Linked DNA regions of Mus musculus: all the other regions are linked to region 1. The links are chromatin contacts, called in public Hi-C, HiChIP or PLAC-seq, Micro-C and promoter capture Hi-C maps. All regions are on one chromosome and are shown on one strand. Each heading gives the region's core, a stretch centred on a gene start, on an enhancer-like site or on the middle of the called end of the contact. The rest is flanking DNA. Distances are from core to core; before and after follow the strand shown. Region 1 holds the start of Shisa2 (shisa family member 2). Region 2 has its middle 33 kb from the start of Gm41164. Region 3 holds the start of 4930563I02Rik (RIKEN cDNA 4930563I02 gene). Region 4 holds the start of Rcbtb1 (regulator of chromosome condensation (RCC1) and BTB (POZ) domain containing protein 1). Region 5 overlaps Atp8a2 (ATPase, aminophospholipid transporter-like, class I, type 8A, member 2). Region 6 overlaps Atp8a2 (ATPase, aminophospholipid transporter-like, class I, type 8A, member 2). Region 7 overlaps Atp8a2 (ATPase, aminophospholipid transporter-like, class I, type 8A, member 2).

The links. Promoter capture Hi-C pulls out the DNA fragments that hold promoters and counts their contacts. Hi-C and Micro-C count contacts between places; a contact is called where the count stands out from the background. HiChIP or PLAC-seq counts read pairs in DNA pulled down with a chosen protein or histone mark.
Region 2: a promoter capture Hi-C map of hematopoietic stem and progenitor cells shows a contact between it and region 1, with 2.6 times the contacts expected there. The contact joins the enhancer-like site here to the promoter of Shisa2 in region 1. A contact is called at or near these places in 18 of 39 promoter capture datasets (the 3T3-L1 cell line, 3T3-L1-derived adipocytes, the C10 cell line and 12 more), 1 of 484 Hi-C or Micro-C datasets (embryonic stem cells), 3 of 115 datasets of contacts at active chromatin or transcription factors (embryonic forebrain, large pre-B cells and stem cell-derived neural progenitor cells) and 2 of 9 other capture datasets (embryonic stem cells and liver).
Region 3: an H3K4me3 HiChIP or PLAC-seq map of forebrain shows a contact between it and region 1, with 4 times the contacts expected there. The contact joins the promoter of 4930563I02Rik here to the promoter of Shisa2 in region 1. A contact is called at or near these places in 10 of 39 promoter capture datasets (the C10 cell line, the HPC-7 cell line, cranial neural crest and 5 more), 4 of 484 Hi-C or Micro-C datasets (cortical neurons and embryonic stem cells), 5 of 115 datasets of contacts at active chromatin or transcription factors (astrocytes, embryonic limb bud, embryonic stem cells and 2 more) and 2 of 9 other capture datasets (embryonic stem cells and pancreatic islet).
Region 4: a contact with region 1 is called in a Micro-C map of embryonic stem cells, with 5 times the contacts expected there. The contact joins the promoter of Rcbtb1 here to the promoter of Shisa2 in region 1. A contact is called at or near these places in 2 of 39 promoter capture datasets (the C10 cell line and hematopoietic stem and progenitor cells), 1 of 484 Hi-C or Micro-C datasets (embryonic stem cells) and 1 of 9 other capture datasets (adipose tissue).
Region 5: a contact with region 1 is called in a promoter capture Hi-C map of the HPC-7 cell line. The contact joins the enhancer-like site here to the promoter of Shisa2 in region 1. A contact is called at or near these places in 17 of 39 promoter capture datasets (the 3T3-L1 cell line, 3T3-L1-derived adipocytes, the C10 cell line and 10 more), 1 of 15 datasets of contacts at CTCF or cohesin (large pre-B cells), 8 of 484 Hi-C or Micro-C datasets (B cells, bone marrow-derived macrophages, differentiating embryonic stem cells and 3 more), 11 of 115 datasets of contacts at active chromatin or transcription factors (craniofacial prominence, embryonic basal ganglia, embryonic forebrain and 7 more) and 3 of 9 other capture datasets (adipose tissue, liver and pancreatic islet).
Region 6: a contact with region 1 is called in an H3K27ac HiChIP or PLAC-seq map of embryonic stem cells, with 6 times the contacts expected there. The contact joins the enhancer-like site here to the promoter of Shisa2 in region 1. A contact is called at or near these places in 18 of 39 promoter capture datasets (the 3T3-L1 cell line, 3T3-L1-derived adipocytes, the C10 cell line and 12 more), 1 of 15 datasets of contacts at CTCF or cohesin (large pre-B cells), 22 of 484 Hi-C or Micro-C datasets (CD4 T cells, the CH12 cell line, the F1.1 cell line and 16 more), 17 of 115 datasets of contacts at active chromatin or transcription factors (craniofacial prominence, embryonic basal ganglia, embryonic forebrain and 8 more) and 5 of 9 other capture datasets (adipose tissue, embryonic stem cells, liver and 2 more).
Region 7: a Hi-C map of myocytes shows a contact between it and region 1, with 3 times the contacts expected there. The contact joins the enhancer-like site here to the promoter of Shisa2 in region 1. A contact is called at or near these places in 10 of 39 promoter capture datasets (the 3T3-L1 cell line, 3T3-L1-derived adipocytes, the C10 cell line and 7 more), 4 of 484 Hi-C or Micro-C datasets (cumulus cells, myocytes, nephron progenitors and 1 more), 14 of 115 datasets of contacts at active chromatin or transcription factors (astrocytes, craniofacial prominence, embryonic basal ganglia and 7 more) and 4 of 9 other capture datasets (adipose tissue, embryonic stem cells, liver and 1 more).

Annotation. Positions count from the first base shown.
Region 1 is chr14:59,623,364-59,627,193 of GRCm38.p6, forward strand. It overlaps Shisa2 (shisa family member 2), which reads left to right and starts at 1,918. Exons shown (of 2, transcript NM_145463.5): 1 at 1,918-3,037. The coding sequence starts at 2,704.
Region 2 is chr14:60,127,633-60,131,462 of GRCm38.p6, forward strand. No RefSeq gene overlaps it. Among named protein-coding and RNA genes, the nearest start is that of Gm41164, 33 kb to the right of the region's middle. Within about 2 kb of position 2,054, at least 61 of the 459 cell types and tissues checked have an H3K27ac peak or open chromatin away from gene starts, as enhancers often do. A contact at or near this core is called in the HPC-7 cell line and hematopoietic stem and progenitor cells, where this site is marked.
Region 3 is chr14:60,085,364-60,089,193 of GRCm38.p6, forward strand. 4930563I02Rik (RIKEN cDNA 4930563I02 gene) reads left to right here and starts at 2,143. Exons shown (of 3, transcript NR_166718.1): 1 at 2,143-2,911. Atp8a2 (ATPase, aminophospholipid transporter-like, class I, type 8A, member 2) reads right to left here and starts at 1,551. Exons shown (of 36, transcript NM_015803.3): 1 at 1,219-1,551. The coding sequence starts at 1,319.
Region 4 is chr14:59,199,510-59,203,339 of GRCm38.p6, forward strand. Rcbtb1 (regulator of chromosome condensation (RCC1) and BTB (POZ) domain containing protein 1) reads left to right here and starts at 1,719. Exons shown (of 12, transcript NM_027764.2): 1 at 1,719-2,075.
Region 5 is chr14:59,958,937-59,962,766 of GRCm38.p6, forward strand. All of the region lies in intron 23 of Atp8a2 (ATPase, aminophospholipid transporter-like, class I, type 8A, member 2), which reads right to left. Among named protein-coding and RNA genes, the nearest start is that of Atp8a2, 130 kb to the right of the region's middle. Within about 2 kb of position 1,760, at least 11 of the 459 cell types and tissues checked have an H3K27ac peak or open chromatin away from gene starts, as enhancers often do. A contact at or near this core is called in the HPC-7 cell line and nephron progenitors, where this site is marked.
Region 6 is chr14:59,926,951-59,930,780 of GRCm38.p6, forward strand. All of the region lies in intron 23 of Atp8a2 (ATPase, aminophospholipid transporter-like, class I, type 8A, member 2), which reads right to left. Among named protein-coding and RNA genes, the nearest start is that of Atp8a2, 160 kb to the right of the region's middle. Within about 2 kb of position 2,106, at least 7 of the 459 cell types and tissues checked have an H3K27ac peak or open chromatin away from gene starts, as enhancers often do. A contact at or near this core is called in embryonic stem cells, where this site is marked.
Region 7 is chr14:59,886,057-59,889,886 of GRCm38.p6, forward strand. The region is part of intron 24 of Atp8a2 (ATPase, aminophospholipid transporter-like, class I, type 8A, member 2); the gene reads right to left. Among named protein-coding and RNA genes, the nearest start is that of Atp8a2, 200 kb to the right of the region's middle. Within about 2 kb of position 1,670, at least 28 of the 459 cell types and tissues checked have an H3K27ac peak or open chromatin away from gene starts, as enhancers often do. A contact at or near this core is called in myocytes, where this site is marked.

The sequences.
Region 1 (3,830 bases), core at 668-3,167:
AATATAATAAGAATATAGTAAGTGTTCAGAAAATGGTAGCTAACCATAGTCACCATCCATTACATGATTCCACCCATCAATCCTTGGCCTCTTAGGGCTTAAATCTAAACACTAGTGTTTGATATTTTTCTCTCCTTTCCTCTCAGCCTAATGTCACCCTGTGTGTTTTAACTGGCCCTGTAAAGGGTCAGAGAGCTGGATCAGTCAGTAAAGGCTGGGTTATTCAAGCATGAGGACCTGAGTTCGAATCCCCAGCACCTATAGAAAAGCTAAGTGTGGTGGCTTTGGCCTGTATCCTATCATGGGGTGGGATGGGGGCACACACAGGCAAACTTATAAGCCTGCCAGTCTAGTTAACTTGGTAAACTCCAGGTTCAGTGAGATACCATGTCTCAATAAGGAAAATAATTGAGAAAGAGGCCTGACATCAGTCAACCTCTGGCCGCCACACGCATGCTCATATATGTAGACATACATGCACATACAAACACCTACATACCCACCGCTCACACACGCATTGGCTCTGCACAACGCTGCTTATAGATCGTTGTATCATTTTTACTTGCTTGATTCCGTTCCAGTCCAACTGCTCTGTTAATTCAGAAACATTAGTCTGCTTGAGTTTGTGACCACACCCATCTGATCTCTGATGCTAATCAGGGTTGGGCCTAGTTAGTTTGTGGGTTGGAGACCACCCTGCTTGAGGGAAACGGTTCGAGGAGCCAAGGTGAATCCCCAGAACTCGATTCGGAATGTGCTTATGAAATGAATGCTTCTTCAATGTTGGAGTTTTGTTCATTTCTTAGCTTATAGGGGTTGATGTTTGGCGCATTTAAAATATGTCTTTTCAAGACTGGAGTGGAGCTCTGTGGTAAAGCATTTCCTTCCCAGGCCACGCTCTGGGGTTCCGTGCAAGGGTCCCTTAAATGACAAGAATAAGGTGTTTTGTTGGGCACAGGCACAGAAGGAAGAGTTTTCTCTGTGAATATTTTCTGGGATGAGTGGAAGGCTTAATTCTCAATGTTTTAGGTAAGGGTTGCACTAAGAGCCCTACAGTGGTTTAACTCAAAAATGTCTTTGCTATGGACAAAATTGCCTTGTATTCTTGTTACAGCCAGTTCTCCATTAGATACACAAAGAAACAGCCCGGAAACACGTGATGGTTCCTCCTTCAGGGGCTGGGTTTAGCATTCACATGGAATGACTCCAGCTGAGAAAGACGCAGTAGGTCCTTTAAAAATACTCATCGTTACTTTAATAGCATCAGCACCTGCTCAGCTGCTTCAAGAGTGAAGCTATTCGTTTCTTCTCAGAATGTCTGGCGTCTGAACCCTTGCCTTCTTCCTGGCTGCAGCTGTCTAAGCCAAGGAGGTCAAGTGTCACACGGAGGCACCTTTCTGCCGGACGCCAACAATCACCACACCAAATTAGGGAGGGGAAAAGAAAACTAATAAAATAATATAGTTAATTTAGTCAGTGACCCTATTGACTTTCTTGCTGACCTCTTTACTGTGCAGTGCCATGGCACCGGGAGGCCAGGCACCACAGCTCAGATAGGGTTTGTGTTCGTCCTGGGCCTGGAGGTTGAAAGCTGAGCAAGACAAGTCTATCTGAGTGATGACTGAGTCCTCTGTAACATGGAAAGTAAGAATTATTCTTTGGAGAGTTGTCAGAGTAACTCGGAATGTTGGACGTCGAAGATCCGCACTAAACTTACTTCTGCTATCCTTGTTTTAACTGGCTTCCAAGGCGTGGCTGACTTAAAACGTGTTTTCCCACTTGTCTGTTCTGTTCACCCGCACCGCTGCCTGGCCACTGCCACACCTTTGGTGAAGGAAAGTGAAGGGCTACGAGTGTCCCCTGGCGGAGGGAAAGCCCTCTCGGCACGCATGCGCGCAGGGGAGCCTCCAGCCCCTCTTTAAGTGAGGAGCGCGGTGCGCAGCCGGGCAGTCGGAGCTGGCTCGCAGCCTTGCCAGGCGAGCGTGGGGTGTCCGCGCGCTCCTCTGCTCCCATAGCCCGAGGGACTGAAACTTCCGTGGGCGGCTCCCACCGGAGCGCACTGCCGGGGGCGCACCAGCGACAGGGAGAAAGGAGACCAGACGCGGGCTGCAGTAGGAGCCGGGGAGGGCAGCCCGCTGGCCCGGCGCCCAACAGCAGCCGCGCGGCCGCCGCCAGCCGGGCGGGCTCCGGGACTGCAGGGGAGGTGCGGGCACTCGCAGCGTCCCGAGCGGTGGCCGGAGCCATGAGGACCGAGCACAGAGTGGCGGAGGCAGAGCGCAGCCGGCCGCTGCTGCACTTGCCGCCGGGAGCACTGCGCGCACTGCCCGCCTCCTTCGCTGCTTCTCGCAGGGGAAGTGAATAGAGGGGGAAAGCAGCCACCAGCTCCGGACTCTGATGCTGAAACGCTCCAGCCGCGGCCTGGCTCCTGGTCGGCAGCGAGGCGTCCCCTCGAGGATGCCCAAAGAAGGTCGGATCACAAGCCAAGCTTTCAGAAACGTTTCTTCTGTGATGCCCCTGTGAAGGCCGAACCTAGCAGGGACGTGGTCACTCGCAAGGAGGGATGACTTAGACCCTGGCTCTGCAGCCTGGGCTTCGCCTCAGAGGGGAGTGTTCCTCACGGAAAGCCCCAGGGATCGCCGAACCATAACTTCTTGGGGGAGATCTGTGACCTCTAGAGACATCACCGGTGCCCAGGGCAGTGCCATGTGGGGCGGACGCTGCTCACCTTCCACCTCTTCCAGGCACCGCGCGTCGCTGCTGCAGCTGCTGCTGGCCGCGCTGCTGGCGGCGGGGGCGCGGGCCAGCGGCGAGTACTGCCACGGCTGGCTGGACGCGCAGGGCGTCTGGCGCATCGGCTTCCAGTGCCCCGAGCGCTTCGACGGCGGCGACGCCACCATCTGCTGCGGCAGCTGCGCGCTGCGCTACTGCTGCTCCAGCGCCGAGGCGCGCCTAGACCAGGGCGGCTGCGACAACGACCGCCAGCAGGGCGTAGGGGAGCCTGGCCGGACAGACCGAGAAGGCCCAGACAGCTCGGCAGGTAGGCGAGCAGCAGCCAGGTGCAAAGAGGGAGCGGGAGGGCGGTTGCTTTGCCTGGGCAAGAAGGACCAGGAAGCCTGGAGATTTTAGGAAAGGGCCGGGGAGCAGAAACCTGAGTTTTTTGTTTTTGTTTGGGGGTTGTTTTTGTTTTTGTTTTGTTTTGTTTCCCCTACTCATTAACTTTGTATGAAGTGGGGCAAAAAACCTCGAGAAAAAACACGTTGCTTCTGTTCATGGTCCGTGCCTTCCTTTCCCTTCGTCCCATTTCCACTGGGCTTAATCTTGGGAATAGTCAAGAAAATGACAAGGGTGCACCCCTCTGGAGAAGGCTTGTCCAGGGTTCTCCTCCAAGGGTCCTCAGACGGAGGGCAGTTCTGGGGGACAGCAGACGACTTCCCGTGGGTGACGCACCTTTTCACATCTCAGGGATCCCTTCTCTCCCGCAGGAGCCAGTGCACAGCTCCCTGTGACCACCTAGGCCTCTGGGAATCTGGATTGGCCTCCTTAGGCTGACTTGATAGACGTGCCACTGGAACGGAGCCCAACTTTGCTCATTGAGACTTTTGACTATTTCTTAATAGACAAAGCCAGATTTTGAAAGTAAGCCTGTCAAATAATTTAGTAGATGGCATTTCCTTAAGGAGAGGCTGCCAAATTGAGTCTCTCTCTGTGCGTGTGTGTGTGTGTGTGTGTGTGTGTGTGTGTGTGTGTGTGTGTGTGTGTGAATGAGTGCTACAGGCACATACATAGGTTTGGAGCTGCCTGCGCTTTGGCACAGGTGGTTTCTGCTTTAT
Region 2 (3,830 bases), core at 804-3,303, 500 kb after region 1:
GGAATCTTTTATACATGTGTCCTCTATTCATAACTATTCTGCCTGTTTAAGTAATACTGTAGTTAAATAACAAGCCTTTTAAAAAGGAGATGCCTGCTGTTGTGATGTTCTCCACCAAGAGGTGACACAGCCAAGGTAGCTCTAGCTAGGCCTTGAACTCAAAAACTCCGAGTTTAATTCACCTCCTTAGTACACCACCCAGTCTCAAGCAGTTCTCCACAGGAACAGAAAACAGACTGGTGCAGCATCTCTTGCCTTCTCTAAAAACCAGAAGCTGAATCCTATATATATCCATGGCTTTCTAATCGTATTCATATTGTCACTTGTAACTCGTGAGAGTAGGGTAAGGAGGACGTAGAACAAGGATTGGTTCTAGGTGCTCCATCATACAAAAAATGGGTTACCTAAGAGGAGGAGAAAGGGGGAAGGGAGGACAGGAGAGGAAGAGGAGGGCAATGAGGAGAAAGGAGGAAGGAAGAGGAGGAAGAGGGGGTAGGAAGAGGTGCTGGAAGAGGAGGAGAAAGAGAGTAGGAAGAGAAGAAAAAGGAGTCTACTTAGCTACTCCCAAAAGGAACTTAAGCAAGATCCTGCCTCTCTGAGACCCGTTCCGTAACAAATGCCTGCACACACTTGTTTCATGCCCAGAGCATCCTACGGCAGCCCTCAGAGTCACTGCAGGCTCTTCGCTTGCTCACTTGTTTGGCTTCTGCTGTGCTGAGATGGAAGCCAGTGTCTTGTGCATGCAAGGCAAGTTCCCTGCCGCTGAGTTACTTGTTCAGCCTCCAGTGATTATTTGTTTGTTTGCTCTGCTGTTTCCAGTTCCATGCATGTAAGGTGTAGTATTGCTTGTGTAATTTTTAAGTTGCCACATAGTTAATTTATTTTTAGAAGAATGGGGGAATTCTAAAGATTCTTAGCCAGTAACATTGCTTGTAGCATACCCATGAGGGCCTGCATCCATGTGCAAAATCCCCAGCTTCCCTGGACTAAAATGTTGGGCAAGGTGGCCCATGATTGGAATCCCAGTGCTGAAGAGGTGGAGGCAGGAGGCAAAGTCTACTTGGTGAATTGTAAGCCTGTCTCAAAGAGCAAGGGCGCAGCCCCTAAGTATTAAACTTTAGCCTCTATATGCACATGCGAATACACATATGTGTACACAGGGGAAGGGGGAGTTCTTTGTCAATCCAGCATATACTACACTTCATGGTAAGATCATAAGTCCAGGAAATTGAATCTAAAGTTTGTAAATGGAAGAAAAACATAATCAAAACCAGTAGTTATCCCCATGGATATGCTTTTGTAGAGGATACGTACAGAATTTTTGTAGCTGTGCCATTTTAAATCCTAAGTTACACGTGTCCTTTCGATCCCCAGCTTCCTGAGAGAAGGTGGCACTTTCAGGTCGTTGTGGAGTTACACCTGCCCTGGCACCCACTCCCACCACAGTGCCTTCCCCAAGTACTTCCTGAGGCTTCATGGGACTGTGTTTATTACAACATAACTCTTTATAGATTAAACATTAGACCCACTTTAGTTATTACCCCAAATTTTATGTTTGTAAGATCTCATCTACAAGCACATCCCTTTTGCTATGTGACAATCCTGGAGATGTGACATTGATATAGAAATACTATTCAACACAATATCCAGGGAGACAGAAACCCCTTATTCAGCCCCTGTCCCAGCCACAGGCCCTCTGGGTTTGCTCAGCTCACTGTTTCTGATCACATGTGGTCCAGCTGTACGACCTGCTTGCCTATATCAAAGCTCTTTTTCTTCAAATGATTTTTTTCCCAAGACAGTGTTTCTCTTTGTAGCCCTGGCTGTCCTGGAACTCACTCTGTAGACTAGGCTGGCCTCAAACTCAGAAATCCACCTGCCCCTGCCTCCCAAGTGCTGGGATTAAAGGCATGCGCCACCACTGCTCGGCTCTTCAAATGATTTTGACATGTGGAAAGGAATAAACTCAAAAGTGAACTCTATACAGTCCCCCACTCAGATTTCAAAATGATGCCCCAAACTGTATCTTCCAGGATACGCATGTGACTGTGTTTATCTAGAAACCTTCAGTTGAGCCTAGGATGCGGTGAACCACAAAGACCAGCTAACATGACGTAAGTGCACATGCCTTCTAGAATTATGCAGTCTGTCTCAGTTCCTTGCTCCATTCAAGATCATCTTTATTGATTGTTAGAAAATGCAGAGTTCCAGGACCTATGCAGGGCACGTGTCCCTGGCACCTTATCCCAGGATGTTCCTGCCAGATTACAGCTCGCTCCATGCTCCATTTCCTACCATCCCATCTTCTAGTTCTAATCCAACATGCTTCCTAAATAAGAGAGGTTTGAACTAAGTACCTTATAGTTGATGGCTAACTAAGCCCCTGGCTGCTGCTGGCTCTCAAGCACTGCCATCTGCTTGTCTGTGACATGACAGATTTTAAAGTTTTTCATTTTAAGTGTGTGTGTGTGTGTGTGTGTGTGTGTGTGTGTGTGTGTGCACATATACACATGCTTGTGCTATGGCACATGTAGAGGTTAGAGGATTACTGGGGCTTCAGGCTTGACAGCAGACACATTTCCGGACTGAGCCATCTCGCCAGCCCTCTATCTGTTAAAATCCCAGCACTTTTGTCACCCAGCACACAGCCTGAGTGATGAGGGAGGTACACTGAGCATTACTGCAACCTCTGGCTCCTGGTTTGTGATCTGCTCCCTGCTTTACCTCCTGTTCCTTCCCTCTGTGACAGAACACACACAGCCAAAGGACCCTGGAAAACTGAGCAGCACACGAGACATAAGGCCACACATGCAGCTGACTTAGTAGGTGCCAAGTATAACATATTTTGTTTCTACTTTTAAAGGCCCTGTAAGGAAACATTGTCAACTCTGAGCTCCCACAGCAGGTAGAGCAGAAAACCTAGACTGTAGAGGAAGTCTGCCTTCAGGTCCTCAACCCCACTGCTCTCTCATGGAGCAGAGATAAAGCAGGGCTAAAATCAACAGCCAGGATAAAGCACTTCAGCTGTTGTTACGCAGTGCCTCCCACAATGATAATGCGAAGGTAGGAACACTGTGCACTGCATATACAGAGGATGCTTCATGGTCCTCAAGACAGCATCTAAGCTAGCAGACAGGGTTCACGCTGTGCTACTCCCAAATGCAGCATCCTAACCTTGAGAAACCAGAGAAGCAAGGAAGGTCATTCTGACCTCTCCTGCCCCTTTCCCTCCTAGCAGGAAGACCCTCGTGAGAGAGACGCCCTTTCGCCAGCCAGAAGAAAAGAAACTCCCAAGGAATCTAAGCAGACAGCCCTGGCTAATTCAGCAAATCCATTACCATCAGCAAACTCATCTCAGCATCCTTTCCTGTCAGCCACACTTCTCCATGACCACACTCATCTCGTCCAAATGTAAAACACACGAGTTTATCCATCTTTATTTCTGAAGGCTCCTGTGTCCTGGACAGGTGTATGCTTCTCTCTTGTTGGTCTGTCTTTTGTGGTGGGGGACCTTAGCTGTGACCCTAGTGAAGAGCGAGCCAAGGAGACTCTTTGCTCCCCTACACTAGGCAATCAAACTTTTCTCCATGTTTAAAATCAAGACATCTGGAGCGAAGTGATCGGAGCTCTGAGGAGATGTTAACAAGAATGCAGGTCCCTGGGGACAAATGCCCAAAGTCTCTGCATGACTGATAACAGTGGGGGCATGAAATTTGGAACAGTCATGTGTCCTAGCCAGGATGTGGGAGCCTTTCCAACATGAGCACATGAAAGCTCCCACCTGCAGTCCCACCGTTGGTTCCGGTGCACTTGCCCACCCCTCAACCAGA
Region 3 (3,830 bases), core at 893-3,392, 460 kb after region 1:
TGTCCCACATCTCAAAACAAGCCTATTTATTCAGGAATGAAGTCTCAGATATTCTAACATTTACTTTTTAAATTTAAAATGTGTTCAAAAGTCGTTCTTGAAACACAAAATAAAGTCACACAAATCTAACACTCCCTTAATAAAGGTACCATCTATATACATACATACATACATATGTGCACATATACATTGTTATTCTCTCCCAAATCCTATCAAGCTATAGAAATGACCAACCAGACCTTGCTGCCAGTGTGGCATTACCAAGGTACTGTAATAGTTAAATATCTAACCACAAAGTTTTAGCCGAAGCAAAAAACAAACATACAAACAAACAAACAACCTGGAAATCCAGACCTGAGTAGGATGTTCTAAGCAGCACACTAAACTATCCTCAGAAATCACTCACAGACATGAAGTTGGTCAAAGCTCAAAAGTTTAATGGTGGCTCAAAGTGTGCTAACACTGAGCTAAGAAACAAGCTTTGCACAGCAGCAAGAATTTGCTTGCTAGTCAGATAAGTGGGTTTGATTTCTAGCTTTCCCATTTAGTAGCTATTAATATATGAGCGTAGTACAAGATTTCACATCTCTCCACTCCAGTTTCCTGATCTGGAGGCAATGATTTGCTCCATGAGACACTGGAGATGCGCAGCTAAGGCGCCTAACACAGTGGCCAGCTGACAGAAAGCAGACACAAAAATGCTACCCTCCATTCATATTTCTGCTGACTCTGGGCAAGACTTCCTAGCAAATGAGAAGACCCTTAGCAAATGCAGTGGATCACTGGGAAATAAATGTGAGTCCCTGTAGCCTGTGAGACTCACATTCATTCCCTTATAAAGCACTTCCCCACAGATGTTCTGCAAACTACTCAAGAGAGCTGTGACAAAGAGAACCATCATTGAGGTTTCAGGGAGACTATGGAGATTCTTGGAAGGCAGTAAGGGGTGAGAGGACACCTTCACTTTTATCGGTGGCATTAGAAGAACTTCCATAAGGCCCACAGATTGGCTGGGCACAGCTCTGCATAGGAGAAGGCAGCATCTGTGTTCACATGGCCCACTGGGCGCTGGGTGTGGACCTCTGGGCTCAAAGTGGGTGCAGGAGGCAGAGATGCAAAGTGCTGGGGAAAGCAAGTGAACTGAGGGCCGCCCGGGTGATGGAAAAGCCATCCCGTGAATGTGAGCATTGAGCTTCACCCGGCTGCCTGTTCTCCTACCTGATCCGGTTGTCGCAGAATTTGTTGAGATGAGATTGGTTGAGGTAAATTATGCGGGCCGGTGCCTCTAGCTGGTCTCCAACAGACGTGGCCCGGGACATCTCATCCTCTGCCTTCTTGTAGCCCGCAGAAGAACGAACGGGTCCTGCAGAATCGAGGCGCGGGGAAAACAAAACACAAAGAAATCAGCCTCCAGGCCCGAGGCTGCGAGCAGGCTGCAAGCGGGGACCAGCCGCGAAGGATGCTCTGGAGAGACTGGGGCCGCCTATGCACCTAGCCTGCCCCTGGAGACTAGACCGTAGCCACAGCCGCCGCCGCAGCGGCAGGCCCCGCCCCACTCAGCCCCGCCCTGAACCTGTGAGGCCCCACCCCTTTGGGACTCGAGACGCCCCACCCCGACCTGTAAATAGGCTCCACCTCCTGGGCCCCGCCCCGCCGTGGACCTGTGAGGCCCCGCCCCTCCCCCCCCACCCCCCCTCCCCAAGCCTCATCCCAACCTGGATTCGTGGCGAAGGTTCCCAGGCTTCTCTAGCTCTGGATTTACCAGAGACCTCACGCTGCCCTGGACCTTCAGGAGGCCGGGTGGACCCAAGGTAACCCCATCTTGCCCGACCCCAGTGCTCCTGGGAGTCTGGCAGCCCAGAGCGAGATGGGGATGGAGCTGGCTGCACGGGTAGCTTGTGGTACCCGCGCTTGCCAGGTTGGCCCAGGGGCAATGGCAGGAGGGCTGCTTTAGTCTGCCTGAGATTGGAGAGGAGGCTAAGGGAGTCAGTAGCAAAGCCAGAAGACCTCCACTTAGCCGAGGCCACGCCTTGTCCTTGCACTCGGAACCTGGTTTTTCTAGAATCCTTTGACAATGTTTAGTCACAATGAGACAAACAACCCTAGCGAGATACCACAAGTGAAGTCATCACTGCTGAAAGTACTTCCACTGTGAAATCAGTCCCGCACCAGGTGGACAGAGCTTGTCTCCCACTGCGATCCTGCACGAGCTCTTCTGCTGGTGTCCATAAATAAGCCAGATCACCTCAAAAGAGCAACTTCATCTCCAGCTCTGGTCCAGCATGTGAGCTCCCAGTTCCTTCTTAAGTAGTTCCTGTGGCTCCTACACAAGCTTCCCTGCCTCCCAGTTCTATAAAACTGACAGCAAGCTTTATTTAGAAGCCTTTGAGCGGGCTTAACTCCCCAGCAGTTTTCTTAGGTGTATGCAGAAGTATATACTACACTGTGTGCTCACGTGTGTACACACACACACACACACAGAGAGAGAGAGAGAGAAGCTCAACCCAGCATCCCCTCTGGGAAAAGGCAGCCCACCTTGAGAAGTAACCTTTAGGGAGAATCAAAGCTCTGCAAGTGGAACCTTGTTTTCCTTAACTATTCATCCAACTAACGCTTCATCTTCTCTATCAAAAAGGTGTATACTACACACCATTTGCAAAACTTGAATCTTACGGGAGTCAACTCCCATTTGCTAGCTACAGATATATCTGTTTGCTGACATGAAGAAAATCTGGAAAACTACACTTGTGTTTCAATCATCTTAACTTGACTACAAGGATTGTAATCCCCAGCAGGAGAAAGCAGAATCTGAGAGGCGAACTGAGTATCTCAAGTGGACATACTATGCAGACCAGTGAAGAAGTAGTAAGCCTGGAGTCGGCCAGCATCCAGACCACACACCGGGGCCATGGTAACAAGCCAGATACAGTCCTTTTCTCTCCTCCTTCTTTTTTTTTAATACCTTTTATTAGGTATTTTCCTCATTTGCATTTCCAATGCTATCCCAAAAGTCCCCCATACCTTCCCACCCACTCCCCTACCCACCCACTCCCACTTTTTGGCCCTGGTGTTCCCCTGTACTGGGGCATATAAAGTTTGCAAGTCCAATGGGCCTCTCTTTCCAGTGATGGCTGACTAGGCCATCTTTTGATACATATGCAGCTAGAGACACGAGCTCTGGGGGGGGGGGTACTGGTTAGTTCATAATGTTGTTCTACCTATAGGGTTGCAGATCCCTTTAGCTCCTTGGGTACTTTCTCTAGCTCCTCCATTGGGGGCCCTGTGATCCATCCAATAGCTGACTGTGAGCATCCACTTCTGTGTTTGCTAGGCCCCGGCATAGTCTCACAAGAGACAGCTATATCTGGGTCCTTTCAGTAAAATCTTGCTAGTATATGCAATGGTGTCAGTGTTTGGAAGCTGATCATGGGATGGAACCCTGGATATGTCTGCTCCTTCTTCAATGAGTGCACCACACCCAGGCTATCTCTTACTATAGGAGCAACCCCTCACCTCTTCCACCTTCACCCCCTACTTTCTAGTGTCTACCCTAGCCAGGAGACAATGCCAAGTCCTCCCATTAAAGAGAAAGGGCAGCAGGAAGCCATGTCTACTTCCATATTGGCTACCCCATCAGCTCTGCTTCCTGGGTTTTAATCTAGGAAGACTGGGCTTTGTCTCATTTATTTTCTTTCAGTAGGCTAGGAATAGAGCCCCGGGCCTTTCAGTACCCCTCCACTAAACCATATTTCCAACCCAGTCTACATTTTAATGCACCTCCTACTTTTGGACAAATGGAGATACGTTTGTGAATAGCCTGTATAAAAGAA
Region 4 (3,830 bases), core at 469-2,968, 420 kb before region 1:
CTCTCTCACACACACACACACACACACACACACACACACACACACACAGTCTGTCTCACCAGAGAGACAGAGAGAGACAAAAGAGAGACCAGACAGAGACACACAGAAAGATTATCATTTAAGAATCCTACAAAACATCTGGGATAGAAGTAAGGTGGTGTTCTAAGGACAGATACACTCAGACCTTATAGTTCATTGGTATTCTAACCTTCTTACTAGAAAATATTTCCATAAAAAAGGAATACTGTCTCTCTGTAGGCAACCTTCAGCACAAACATTAATTGTACTCTATTTGCAGCTGCAAAACGCTTCAGAAAGACTCTGTGGTAAGGGACTCCTTTCTTCCCTATGTTCCCATAATTTTCCATTTCTATCCTCCCTCAAGTCTACCAAATTTCCATATTTTTGGTGTTGCTCTTCCATTGGCTGATAGTGAGAGTCTAGTCAGTTCTCAGTTATTGTAGTAAGACCATATAGCCCTGTTATGAAGAGTTCATAATATGTGAGATCAGGTAACAATAGATACTTAATCTCTTAGATGCAGAGTAATACATTTACCTGCATTGTGAATTTTCTGTTTTGAGTATGTAGTATTATAACTAGAGGAGTAGTTGTAGCTGAGGCTGTCTCAATGAACTTTTACAACAACTGAAGATGTTAAGTCTGCAAGAAGAATAGATGGTGTCTGACCTCAATTTTGAAAGATGAGAGACCGATGAATATTTTGGGAAATGTTAGGAAAAAAAAAAAAAAAACCAGAGCCAGAGTCATTAAACTGGTAAAAACAGATTTTACCCAGGGACTAGTACAACAGAAAGAAACATTAGGGTATAAAATAGGGCTCAATTTCTATATTGCAATAATTTCTAAGTAAAATCTGTTTTTAACCTCTTCCTCCTGTTTTTTCTTTGAGAAAGGAAATGGTGATTCTGAACATTTGAGATCAAGGCAAAAGAATGAACAAACCCTGAGAGGCCTACAGCAATTTAAGGTATATATATATATATTTAAAAATGTAATCCACCGAAAGTACTCAAGAGAAACAAGAATTCTCTATAGGGGGGAAGCACGTTGTAGTTACTATGTGCTGACAGAAAGGTTTTTGGACCGCATCTGCTTAGTGGTAAACAGAAAACAAAGGGGATTTGTATTTACCGCTGGGACCTGAAAAGGGAAAGGTGAGTCTAAACAAGATAGCTTGAATGTTGGGGTGCCAAGTGTAGACTTTGGTCTCTAGTGCCAAATGGGAGAGCCTAGGGCGGTAGGGGACTTTACAACTGATAAGCTTCTTCTGATAGACGCACAAAGCACAAAGCACAAAGCGGCCGCTCCCTTCCGGACCTCAGTTGTACCCGCTTAACACAAGAAAAGTTCTGGGCAGAGAGAGAGCTTTCAGCAGCCTTGCCTCTGCCCTCCTGACCTAGGCGTCCTGGCCTTCCTCGGACCGGGCAGAGACACGTGTCCTGAAGACCAGCGGCCTGGGATGGGCGGAGCGGGAGGAAGGCCACGCTCTGCTGCCATCCTGGGACGCCTTCGCCTTCCGGTCCTCGCGGGAGCCACTACGGCGCCCCTGCGCTGCGCCAGCAGCCCGGTCTACAACCAAACCCGAGCGGGAACCTGAGCAGACAGAGGGCGCGCGCTGCGCGGGGCGCTCCGGTGTCACGTGACGCGACCCGCCCACGTGACCGGCGGCCCGGGCGCTTGTGCTCGCTCCCGGTTTTGGGGGGGAGGAGCCGGCTACGGCTAAGGCGGCGGCGGCGCAGCGGAGTCAGGGCCTGGCCGGGCGGCCTGACAGGTAGAGCGCTGCAGGGCGGCGGTGCGGGCGAGCGAGCAGGCGAGCCGGACAGGGCCTTGTTCGGCCGCTGGCTGCTGAGTCCGCGCCCTCCCGAGGGCCGTGCGCACCAGGCGCGTTCGCGACTCCCCGGCGACGCGCACCCCGCACCGGGCACCCGCGGATTCCGTCTTGCGGGCGCTTCCCCCAGGTGTGCGGCGAGCCGAGTACGTGGCGTTGCCCGCGGCCTGCCTCTGAGGAGCTGCGCTGTCCGCCCTGCGGGGGAGGAACCCGGAGCACGCAGGTTAGCGGTGGGAGGCTGACTGCTGCAGAGCGCCGAAGCCGAGGGTTGCAGTTTTATAAGACAATACAGCTTGCTTTTAGAAACATTCATAGTCTCCCTCGCCTCTGCCCCGTTACTGCTACGAGGATTAAAGCTCGTGGTGGGCAAAACAATCGGAGTTTCTGAGACTGGCGTGCGCTGTAGCGGGCGTAGCATCAAAAGCAAGAAATGCTGGCAGGCATGAGATGATGCTTACGGGACCCTTACGGGAGTTTAGAGTGTCTTTTAAATTTTGACTTCAATTTAAATCACAACAGGATTTAGGTTCTCTTCTTCTGTGGCCTGGGTTTTACTCCATTGTGTGAATACCAGTACTTCGGGGCGGGTTTTTTTTTTTTTTTTTCCTTTCCCCCTCTTTGTGCCTATTGAAGAGGAAGTGATGCGTTAATCTTTGAAGTGTTTCTTCTGTGATTTTTAAGTCTTATGATCCGAAGTGTTAAGTTCTACGAATCTCAGAACATATACAGGAAACCAAAGCTATGAAGCTCGTAGCTTAAATTTTGTGTTCTAAGGTTTTAAACTGAGTGCCTGTGTGTACCAGAAAGTGAGAAGTCTGGGGTCTTTATCCGAGAGTCATGCAATTGAATTGCTCTTTCTGCATTTGGTACTTAAAAGGAAGCATATGAAACAAAGGTTGGGCCTTCATGCGTTTACAGGCCTGACAAGACATTGAAATACATTTTCTTTCTTAACTAGGATCTATAGTTAAAAAATTTTAAGACAGTACATTACCTTATATGTATCCAGAGATGTGATAAAAACTGCTGGACTTTAACTAGAATAGATTTCCTAACATGTCAGTTAATTAATCTACTATGTAATTTGGCTCACAATATAGACGAAAAATTTCAAGTTTTCAAGTATATCTAGGCCACAATATACGGTTTATAAGAAGTCTACAGATCGAGTTCCAGGACCATCAGAGCTACACAGAGAAATCCTGTCTTGATAACAAGCAAAACATTTACAAGCTAAGAGTGAAGAAAAATTTAGAAAATATAAATAAATATAAAGAAGAATGTACATAATCTGTAATTTTACACCTAGAGAAAACATCTTATATTTTAGAGTGTGAGTTCTATATACTTTGGAAATTTGAGGAGTTCCAGAGTTTCCACAGTAAGATTTCAGATTGTAAGAAAAAGCCACTAGCAAAAGTTTGGGCACTGAAGCTACCAAAATCTGCTTGATTCTAGAATTTAGATACTGAATATCAGTTCAAATAACTAGGCTACTGTTGTATTCTGGGAGTAGTAGATAGACTTTATCACACTCACGTACTGGAGTTCATTTGAGAAGGTCTTTTCTGAAACCTCTGAAGATGTTAGGAAAGTCTGTAGTTTGTGAACATGAACACTTCATGTGTCCAACTGTTAGCTGGGATAACTTTTTGATACACGAGAAAAAGTTGTGGGGACAGAGAGTCCCAATAATGAACCCTGAGCACAAACTTCTTGTCAACTTGACTAGTGGCATGCTTTGGTGACACATTTTTAAATCTTATATCACAGAGAAATATACTAAATTAAAGTGAAGACTGTGTAACTGACTAAATATAAAACTTACTTCCTTCTATGTCTTTGGTTATTACTGATGAGGTTATGTTACTGATATTAACACTTGGTGATATTATTTGAATTACGAAGGTGCCATGTTCTCCCTGTGTGGTTTGTCCTTTGATGAAGTTAGCATCATGCTTATAGTTTAAATCCTTGG
Region 5 (3,830 bases), core at 510-3,009, 340 kb after region 1:
GTATCTGCCACCCATCAGCCCCAGCCCCGTACTGTTTTCGAACTGGGTGTTTTCCACCAAGTGATGGGTTGCATCCTCTTCTCAGGTCTTCTGTTACAGAATTTATCATGGGGATTTCTGATCCATTAAGATTCCATGTGAATTTTAGAGTTACAAAGAAGTTTCAAGAAGGTGACTTGTTTTGCTCTAAGGAAGAAAACTCAAGCATGCCATTCTAGCAAAGAGTGAGTGGACAATGGGTTGTCTTATTCCATTTAACTTAAGGGAGAAAGAAACAGACTTCAGAGACGACGTTTTACAAATTCTAACATTTACAAGAGTCAAAGTCTTTCAAAGTAATGGGCTTGACAAGAAAGACTTTGAGCTCCTTGCTCACGGTATCCTACTAAGAACAACTGGGGTCCATTCAGTAGAGTTTGATAGAAGTAAAATGGGGGAAGAGGCTAACAGCAAATTCGAGAGAGTAACGAGGCTCTCCGTAATTCAATTCTTGGTATAATAGCATGCTTATTAGAAATGGAAGGTCACTCTCCCCTGAATTTCCCCAAAGGCACAGCTGCCAAACCGACTTCTGAGCTAGTCTCTGCAGCACCGTTAATTCGCTAATGCAATAAGCTGGCAAGCAGAGGCTGCCTGTTTGCAAAGGGTATGAGATACCTGGGCTGAGGGTCCTCGCATGCTTGCTAGGAAAGTGACCTAGGGAAGTAAAAGCTAAGGTTGCTCTTTCCCGGAACATACCTTCCTGATAAAGGCCTAAAATGCTTCTCTATTCCTTTGGGGGAAAGCTGACTGGGCTGGACTTGCTTCCACGACCTCGAGTTAGCAGCAAGGCAGTCTGCTTCCAGAGGTGCAGAGAGGCCTTATCACGGGATAAATCAGAGATTTGCTCTCAGAGCAATGCTGGCCACAGCACACGGCGCTCTTGCAGGTTCTTCTCTGCTTGGGCACTGTTGAAAAGCACCTGGCAGGGAAGTTGGCCTTGAAAGCCGGACTTGGCAGCGAAGTGTAATTAAATGAAACTTGATAGCAGGATGCTTGTTGATTTTAACTAGTCTAAAGTTCCAGACTTGGGCAGCAGGCTGAAACCTGCTGTGATTGTAATCAGTGCAATCGATAGCTTCTAGAAAGAAAATTTTCTAAGTGGGTCTCAAGGCACCCTCATCTTCTATCTGTAAGGCTAATCAAACTGTGTCAGCAAATCTCTCTGGTGTGACTTACCAGCATTCCTGGACACTAAAGACCATCAATGCGCACAGCCTTTTAAGGGACACTGCTTACTAAATGCCTTTTACTCACATACACTAGCACGTTTTCACCAGAAACCTCCCTTTAAAAGTTTTTACTCTCTATGGGACATCTTTCTGGAACCTTACATTTTCACACGCACCAAGAAGCGTGCAAACAGATAACATCACCACCCTCTCCCACGGGTCACTGGGCGTCAACTTAGCAAAAGCAGGACAGATTCATCTGCTCACTGCAGTGAGGCAGCCAACAGGCTCCGGGGCACTCTGGGTGGTCAGAGCAGAGAATTGTGTGGAACCAGCCACAGGTTTGGGCTTGTGGGATTTTGTTCTCAATTTGGAGGTGTCTAAAGCAAATGATACTATCTAGAAGAGCGAATACGACAGGGAGACTGATCCATTGTTCTGATTAATGTTAATGGTTCGGCTTGATAAGTGGAGCACCTCTGGAGTGCCTTGAGGATGTTTCCACAAATGACTGACTAAGGGGAAAGCTCCACCCTAAATGTGGGCAGTGCCAGAGTAAATGGGAAGGGTAAGTGGGCAGCCAGATCTTACAGACATTCTTTGTTCCCTGGCTGCCATGGGGTAAGCATTTTCTCCCACCAGGCATTTCTCCTCTAATGCACTTGTGCCTTGCCTACAGACCTAAGCACAACACAGTCAGGCCATTTCATGAACTGAAAGCCAGACCAGAGTAAATATTCCTTCTAAGAATTGCTTTGTGTATTTTGTCACTGTGACTACATAAAGTCTTGCTAAAACACTACCGAAGAGTAAAGGAAGCAGCCACCAACTTGGATGGCAAAGGGAGCTGCCTGGCCCTTTCTGCGGTTTGGACATAGGTAATCCTAGATGAACATCTGCCTGCTAATTATTTTATCCTTGTTTTCCAAGTAATATAACTTAGGGGATTTTAGAGACAAAAGTGAGTGCTGGTCTGCTGAGATAATCATTCTGTAATTCAATCAGCTGTGACTCACTGACGCACCGGTTTGCACATCTAGACGAGTGGGCTTGGGACCAAGTGGCCTGACATATCCCACTCTCAATTAGATCCCCAACGCTTCACTGAGTTCAAGGCTGCCATTCAGGAAACCACGGTGCTATCAATTACACGGACTAAACAGAAAAAAAAAAAAAAAAAAAAAAAAAAAGGTGCGTCGCTACCATCTGACCAGTGAAAGAGATAAAGCAATCCACAGGCAGCTCAGACACTGCACAGAACAGCAATGGGTGCTTCTGGGCCTGGATCTATCAACAGCTCACTCTCACAAGTAAATGTGAGCTACCCTGTGTGCTAACTCACTCAGTAGGTGTGCCCCCAAATAACAAAAGTGGACACAGTAGATTCTACAGAAAAATGTGAGTGTAACTACCTGACAGTCTGTCTTCCACATATCATATGCTACAGGATATAAATTGCTCTAGGGAGAACTAACTGAATAGAGGAAATATCTTCTTGTCATGGCACAGCTTGCAAGCTAGAGTGCCCTTCATGAACTCAAAGCCAGACCAGAGTAAGTATTCCTCCTACGAATTGCTTTATGCATTTTGTCACTGCGACTACATAAAGCTATGATTTATTTGGCTCCTTCTTAACTTAAGTGTTAGTAAGTTTATGGAAGGCACATGTCTTTAAAATTGTAAATTTCTGGCTTTAGGAGTAAGAGATGCCCCCATGCAGTGTGGTGTGCTCATTAAGCCCTGCCCACTTGGTCCTCTACCATCCTCACAACCTGCTAGAAGCTCACTGCGGATCCTATTTTATAAGGCAGTAAAAAGGCACAGCATCTCAGCACTGTGTCCCAGGTCATACAGCATGGGGTCACTTTGAGACGCAGAAATGGAACCCAGCCTGTGAGATCTTTCCTTTGTTGAAAAGCTTAAAAATAAGACCCCATGAGAAAGAAGAGCCTGTATTCCAACGTATATTGCAATCAGGTGACATCTGGTCAGCAGCCCATGAACTTTCAACTCCTGGTAATTTTCCAAAAGTATTTCTTTTGTGGAAATTAAGTTTAGGGCTCTGTGTGATGCTCTGAGATAATACATGTTGTGGAATGACTAAGGCAGGTTAATACATGCAACCAGATCCCTCATATATTTATTTTTCTGTGTTTTAAGACCATTTCAAAACTATTCTTGTCAATTTCCCAATAGATACTACATTGCTATTAAACATGGTCTTTATACTTTACGATATATCTCTGGGGCATACTCTTCTTGCCTAGCTGGAATTATGTATCATTTCAGTGACATCTCCCTAATGCCACCACTCCTGGCAATCCCTGCTCTGCTCCCTGATTTCATGAATTTAATAATTTTTACTTCACATAAGAAATTATGCTGCATTTGTTTTTCTTAGTCTTGCTCATTTCTAGCATATAAATGATACATGCTTTATAAATGATGGGATTTACTATTTTAAAGTCTGAAAAGAATTCCATTATGCATAGGTACCATATTTCTTTATCCACGTGTTAATGGATGTCATATTGATGACCTATATTGGCCACTGTAAGTAATAATACAGTGGAGGCAGCAAAGCAGACTTTTTTGACAGTGACTTCATTTCCTTCACAT
Region 6 (3,830 bases), core at 856-3,355, 300 kb after region 1:
TATATCCAGCTACTGTATTGAAGCTGTTTATCAGGCTTAGGAGTTCTCTGGTGGAATTTTTAGGGTCACTTGTATATACTACCATATCATCTGCAAAAAGTGATATTTTGACTTCTTCCTTTCCAATTTGTATCCCCTTGATCTCCTTTTGTTGTTGAATTGCTCTGGCTAGGACTTCAAGTACTATGTTGAATAGGTAGGGAGAAAGTGGGCAACCTTGTCTAGTCCCTGATTTTAGTGGGATTACTTCCAACTTCTCTCCATTTACTTTGATGTTGGAAGACTGCCCCACCCAGGGGTCCATCCCATAATCAGCCACCAAATGCAGACACTATTGCATGTGCCAGCAAGATTTTGATGACAGGACCCTGATATAGCTGTCTCTTTTGAGGCTTTGCCAGTGCCTGGCAAATACAGAAGTAGATGTTCACAGTCATCTATATGATGGAACACAGGGCCCCCAATGGAGGAGCTAGAGAAAGTACCCAAGGAGCTGAAGGGGTCTGCAACCCTATAGGTGGAACAACAATATGAACTAACCAGTACCCCGGAGCTGTTGACTCTAGCTGCATATGTATCAGAAGATGGCCTAGTCGGCCATCATTGGGAAGAGAGGCCCTTGGTCTAGCAAACTTTATATGCCCCAGTACAGGGGAACGCCAGGGCCAAGAAGTTGGAGTGAGTGGGTAGGGGAGCAGGGCAGAGGGTATAGGGTATAGGGGAATTTTGGGATAGCATTTGAAATGTAAATGAAGAAAATATCTAATAAAAAAAGAAAGAAAAAGAAAATAGAAACAGTATGCATTTCATTCACCCTTAGCTCTATCATTCTGAGTGGCAAACAAGCACCTTAGAAGCAACTTTATTTATCTATGGAGCAACCTGACCTTTAGCAATTGGGTGGACAGAAGAAGAAAAGCTTTCCCTCTTCGCCAAGACAGGGCAATTCTGCCAGGCATCTACTCATGCAGGACAGGAAACTCTCCTGAGACCACAACACTGAAGGCACGTGATCTGGTCCTGTTGCTACCTCAGACCGCAGTCTAGCTCAGTGCCTTCTATCCCAGGCAGGGGGTGCCCACGGGTAGGCTTTGTCATGAAAAGGAAAAAGCTGATGGTTTAAGTTCCCTGAGACACAGAGATCATAGTTTTCAGAAGAGGTCATAGCATAGAGACATGGGGGGGGGGGGGGATTAGGGAGGCCAGCTTTCCTGTTTAGGCTGTTTCGAGACTATGCATGAGGATAGACTATACACCAATAGCCATTTGTCATCACAGGTAGAGACCTCAGCTTTGGCTGCAGAATGCCTATCAGCCTGGGTGGGGGTGGGGGTGGGGGTGGGGGAGGGGGCGTGCTTTGGGGCCAGAATTAGGAGGATGTTTTCAAAATAAGAATGAGCAGTGGGAAGTTAAAGGACGGAAGGGCGATACTATGGACCGAACATGTCCCCAAAGTTCATGTGGAAACTTCATCTCAATATGGCAGTATTGAAAAGTGAGACTTAATAAGGGTCATCAGGTCACTGTCCCCAGAATGAATTGACAGAAGTATTGCCAGGGTGGATTTTTTTTTTTAAGCAGCTGTCTCCTTCACTCTTGCTCTTCTAATAAGGAAGACAGAGCAGGAAGACTGTGCAGGCTACTTTTGCAACTTGATACATTTGGATACAGAGACTCTCAGTTGAGAAAACTGATTGGCCCCTGCCAGGTGGGCCTGTGATTAAGCCTGTGGGGTCTTCCCTTCATTGATGATTGTGTGACCACAGAGCTCACTGCCAGCTGTGCCACCTGTGGGCTGGTAGTCCTGGATGCTGTAAGAAAGCAGGCTGAACAAGCTACGAGGCACTCCCCATGCCTTCTGCTTCAGTTTCTGCCTCCAGGTTCCTGCTCTGAATTCCTGTCCTGACTTCTCTTGATGATGCAGTGTGACATGAGAGCTGTAAGCGGAAGGAACCCCATTCCTCCTCAAGTTGCATTTGGTCCTGGTGTTTTATCACAGCAATAGAAATGCTAACTAAGACAAAGACCTTTGCCAGATGTGGCCCTTAAACCAGAACTTCCCAGCCCATGCAACAATGAGTCAAATACATTTCTTTTGTTCACAAACCACTCAGCCTGGATATTCTGCTACAGAGCAGAAATCAGACTAAGCCACGGTGCCTGGGCAAGCTAAGATTCTTGGAGGTGCACGCAAGCAAAAGAAAGACCTGAAAAGGTTCCGGGATTTCCACAGCAACAGAGGCCCTGGAACAGAGGGGGCACTCACATCCACTCTTTCTGAGAGTCTCTTCCCAAGTCTTAACTATAAAAGGTGTTGCCCGAATACTTCCAAATTACTAAACCAAAGCCCTGTTAGCAAGCAGAGCTTCAGGGAGTCCCTGTGATGGGGTTAGTGTGAGGTAATAAATAAACCTAAGCATGCTTGAGTTCTCTCCCCTCCCCTCCCCTCCCCTTCCCTCCCTCTCCTTCCCATCTCTTCTCTCCCCTCCCCTCTCTTGTCTCTGTGATGGTTTGTATATCCTTGGATCAGGGAGTGGCACCATTTGAAGGTGTGGCCTTGTTGGAATAGGTGTGACCTGGTTGGAATGGGTGTGTCACTGTGGGTGTGGGTATAAGATCCTCACCCTAGTTGCCTGGAAGTCAGTCTTCCACTAGCAGCCTTTGGATGAAGACGTAGAACTCTCAGCTCTACCTGGGCCATGCCTGCCTGGATACTGACATGCACCCACCTTGATGATAATGGACTGAACCTCTGAATCTGTAAGCCAGCCCCAATTAAATGTTGTTTTATTAAGACTTGCCGTAGTCATGGTGTCTGTTCACAGCAGTAAAACCCTAACTAATACATCCTCTCTCCTCCTCCCCCTCTCTTTTCCTTCTCCTTTTTCCTCCTCCCCATCATATGCAGGACACAGCAAGATGAGAACCATTTGTAAACCAACATCTTATCTTGATCTTGACTTCCAAGCCCGCAGAGCCGTGAAGAAAATGCCTGTTCTAGCCTCAGGGCTCTTGGTGGGTTTGCTTTAGTAGGAGAGACAGACTAAACCACAAGGTAGCTGCTGAGGTGGTGAGTATTGTATCAGGTTCCTGTCACCATAGACACTTGGATGAAACAACCACAGCACCGCAAGACCACAGTGACTGGAAGAGCGATACTGGTGCCATGTTTAAGGTTTGGAAGAGACCTTATGGGAGAGCATGAAGAACTCAGCTACACATGCCTGCACAGCGCATGGGAGAAAGTCATAGTATTGGTCTGTTCTGTGATGTAAACACAGCATACCTTAGTCTATAATTAACATACATGCATTGGCTACTGGTGATAGAGGCTCGAAGTCTCAGATGAGGAAGACAGAATTTGTTAACAAGCCTCCACGCTGTGACATTTCATGGCAGAAGGGCAGTTATGGGACAGAGTCGGGGAAGGGATAGAGACAGAGACAGACAGACAGATAGAGAGAGAACTCAAAGCCTTAAGTTCTTTACCTGGCATTAGCCCATTCACAATTACCTATCACTGGGTACCACCTTCCAACAATATTACTGAATTTCCAACACATGACCTTGAAGGGGCACATTCACACAGCATCAGCCTCTGACACAGTGAGAAGCCAGGACAATACTCGTACAGCAGGACACATATAAAAGTGAATGGCAGCATCCTACGGCTGTCTTAACATCAAACTGCACATCCACTGTGGATGCCCTCTCAACTTGTAAAGAGAACCAAACATTACTAAGACGCTTCTGGTTTTAAATTCTACTGATCATGAATTTTCTCACATAGATTTCAGTGCACACGTCGTGCCTTTCTCTCAAGCAATCAG
Region 7 (3,830 bases), core at 420-2,919, 260 kb after region 1:
TCTACAAATATCCCTCGAGCCACTGCAAACCAGCCAGGGTGGAATTTATCATCTTCCATACCAGATCTAAATTCCTGCTCAGAATCCATCTCCCAAGTAGTGACTCTAACCACCATATTCATCAGTGACCTCTCCTTTCTTCGTCTTGGATTTCCAAGCTGTTCATATTGCTACCTACATTTAATTCACATCCACCATTACAACCAACCCCGGAACAAGCATCTCAGCTAAGATCCTCTTCATGCCTCTTCTCCTAGTCCCAGACTCATGGTACTTCCGACCCATAACTTTCTAAAGTCCCTGTTGGCCCCCTGCAGAACCCAATCGCTTTCTCTGCTGGGGTGAGCAGCCTGGGTGGGCCTCCTGGTCGGCTCATCCCAGTTCAATGCATCCTTTGAATGCTCCCTGTGAGCATCTTGGTGCAACATTTCTTTTGCTTGCACAGACTCTGCATTCTCCGTTATTTCTCCTCCCACCTGTATCAGGATGAGTTTTCCAAGCCATACCTCATTTTGTCATTTCCTGTCTATATTTTGATCTCCTTAAGGTATAATTATAATATTTCTGCCCTTACTGATTCTTGAACTCTCCCCCAAGAATAGGAAATCATCTGCCAACCTCATCAGTGGGAAGTTTATCCCTCCTTAAGTGAAGTGTGATGCATTGCACAAACCCCACAGCGTTGAGCCCCAAGGGGCTCCTGCCTTTTATGTTTCGTTTTATTTGCTGTCTCTCCACTGTTTTCCATCTGTGACTCATCTTCAAGCCAAGGTGACTTTATCTTCCAATACAACAGCCTGGGATTTTGCTGTTAAGAAAAGAAAATACCTCAACCTATATTTCCCAGTGCCATGCTCAAATCCTTTCCACCGATCGATTCAGTGATTCAAGGAAAAAAACCCACAGGCTCTCGTTTGAGCCCTCTCTGATCCATACTGCTCTTGTTCCGGTATATCGGGTGGCATCGGCTGTATTTGTTATATATCTTTATTCTCTGGTATGACTAGTTAATAGTAAAAAATGAACTTCTTCCTTGCAAACAAGAGCCTCGGGTCTTTAAGCCTCATTCATGATAAATTATAGAGGTTGGGTAGGATGTGGTGAGTAAGTGGAATATTTTCCTGGCACTCTCTTGCATCCCCACGTTGACTTGGAACCCATGAAGGCTGTGCTACCCAGGGCCAATGTTGCAGCCTGTGTGCCTTGTGACCTATGTCTCACGGGAATCATGCAGATACCCAAGGAAAACCCGTTTTTTCCCCCTCCTCAGATGAATGTGGCCACTCTCTTTCCTGCAGCAGCAGTTCAAGAGGAAAGAGCCCTTGCTGCCGCACTTTGCAAACTCCAGTTCTTCCCAACAAGGTAGGGAGAATTTACTTCTGCCAAGTCCACTTTCCAGCGCTATCTTCAGACACTGGGAGCCGTATGGGGCTCACGTTCCTTTTTACAAAGCAAATCCATATTCTGATACCCTGTGGTGCACAGCTGGGGCACATACGGGCTTATCTTGCCACCTCATTAGGAGGAACAAACAAGTAGAAATCTTGTAGTACATCCAAAAAGTTGTCAGCCGGAAATAAACTCTGGCAAGGATCCAGGTGGCATGTGCCCGGATCCCAGCCATTTCGACTGCAGTTCTAGCATATGTAAATTGAGAAGCTGCTAGCAGAAGCAAGCCAGCTGAAAACTGAAGTGTTTAGGGTACACAGACACATCTGTGGGCCCTTCAAATCCAGGCCCCTTCCGTCCCTTCACCACAAATCCCTTCCTACTTCTTACTTCGCATCTTCCCCACCCCCACCCCGACTCCCCCACTACATACTTTTATCATCTGCTACTGGCTAAATTCACGTGTCCAAGCCACAGTGGTAGACCTCAGAATGAGAGTACAGGATGTAACAAAATTCCTGAGCCCTACAACCTTCTTAAAGATTAAACTTCAGCAAATACTAGCAGAAGGGGATAGAAAGAGAGGGAAGGCAGAGGCTGAGTAACCAACCAAAGCAGGGGACAGATGGCATTACGACCTATAATTAGTGTCTGTGAAATCCCTGGAATCTTGGGATTCAAACCTACTCCACCACTCTCTGTGGAGATACTTTGAACTCTTTGTGTGTGTGTGTGTGTGTGTGTGTGTGTTTGTGTGTGTGCGCGCGCACACATGTGTGCACATGCGCCAGAGGGAGGCACCAAGCTACAACCCAGGAAGTCTGAGTAGAAGGTGATAGCACCAATTAACACACCAATAGCACCTCAAGCATAAGGTGCAAACAAGGGAGTGTGAGATTTGGTGGAGGCTTGCAATTTAGACTTGTCAAGAGTCTGTTTTCGACTATTTAAACTTTGATGCCTTCTTTACTTGCAGGGAGTAAACTGAATATTAGTTTAGGTATTTATTTCTGAAGGACAACATACATGAAGCATTATCTAGATTTCTGTCTTCATCTCTTCTTTACTTTCTAGTCAGTCTTCAAACTTCTGCTCCTGGCATTCCACTAAAACTCCCCTCCTGTCAGTCAAATCCAAGGGTGACCCCCCCCCACTTCGCCCCTTGTCAAATTGAAATTAGTTTCACTAAGCTAATTTCTCCCTACCACTCTGTGTTCATTCACAACTGCTGGGCCTGGTCTCCTGGATCTCTGTTCACACATTCACATGGCATTTGCTCAGCCATTTTATGATAAACTGTGGCCTGTCTTTTGGCAGTCATCCAGACCATGGTCAAATCTAGTCCACCATCCATATTTATAAATAACTTCATAAAGTTTTATTGGCACACAGACTCATGCACACACTTTCCATGGCTACTTCTCCACAGTAACATAAAAAATGGAGGCTGCATAGACAGGAAGCCCAAACTATCTATTAACCAACCCTTTGTAGAACAAGCTGGCCAGCTCTTGGTGCAGACACGCCTCTTAAGTTACAATTGACTTTGTGCTTCCAGGTAATCGTACTGGCTTCACGGCTCACAGGCTGCTCCAAATCAACATGAAAATGTTATAAATAACATCTTGTCCTCATGTCACAAGAACCTCACCCAAGGACAGCAGCTCCATTCCAGACACAGAAATTTGTGACTTCTCTAAGCAGACATTTATCAAGTGAGGACATAGCTGATCTTGGTAAGTCTCTCCAAGGCCCCACCACTCTGCCTCTCCCTGCCATATTTTCTCCCTTGGGATCCATCCTCCTCCTGCATCAGTTGTGATTCTAACACAAAAACTTCCAGCATGGAATTGTTCACCAGTGTCCTCTAAGATACGGCTCTCAGCTCTTCAGCTGTATCCAAAATGGCATGTTACTTGACATCCAGTACTATTGCAAGCCAGAAAGCTGCACAGGGATTCCTTAAGTTGAAGATTTCAAAATGAGGTCCTGGACCTGCTAACTCTGATATTTTTGGGGTTGTGTTTGTGTGCATATCAATCCCCTTTCCATAAGTGTGTCCCAACTATCAGGTGGAAGATTTCCCTGTTCCCTTCTGTAAGGCATAGGCCTCTGCCCTCTGTCAGAAGCTATCCTAGCGCATCATGATTGGGTGACAATCTGTCTCTTCTACTAGCCTCTGAGCTCCCAGAGGAAGCACACTGGAAGCATTGAAGTGCAGCAGACACTCAAGGCACGGATGACTTGTGAACGACAGTGCCCTTCGAACATCAGTGGTGGAGACACAAGCCCACACCACTGAGGGTTCTAGCTTCAGCTCACTACTCACTGTAACTCACCAGAGAAAGGGAAGAAGGAACAACTCCATCCAAGCATTTGCTCATGGCCTTAGAGATGGCCTTTCTGAGTATTGCAGCAGAGAGTCCAGTTCTCAGCTGGAC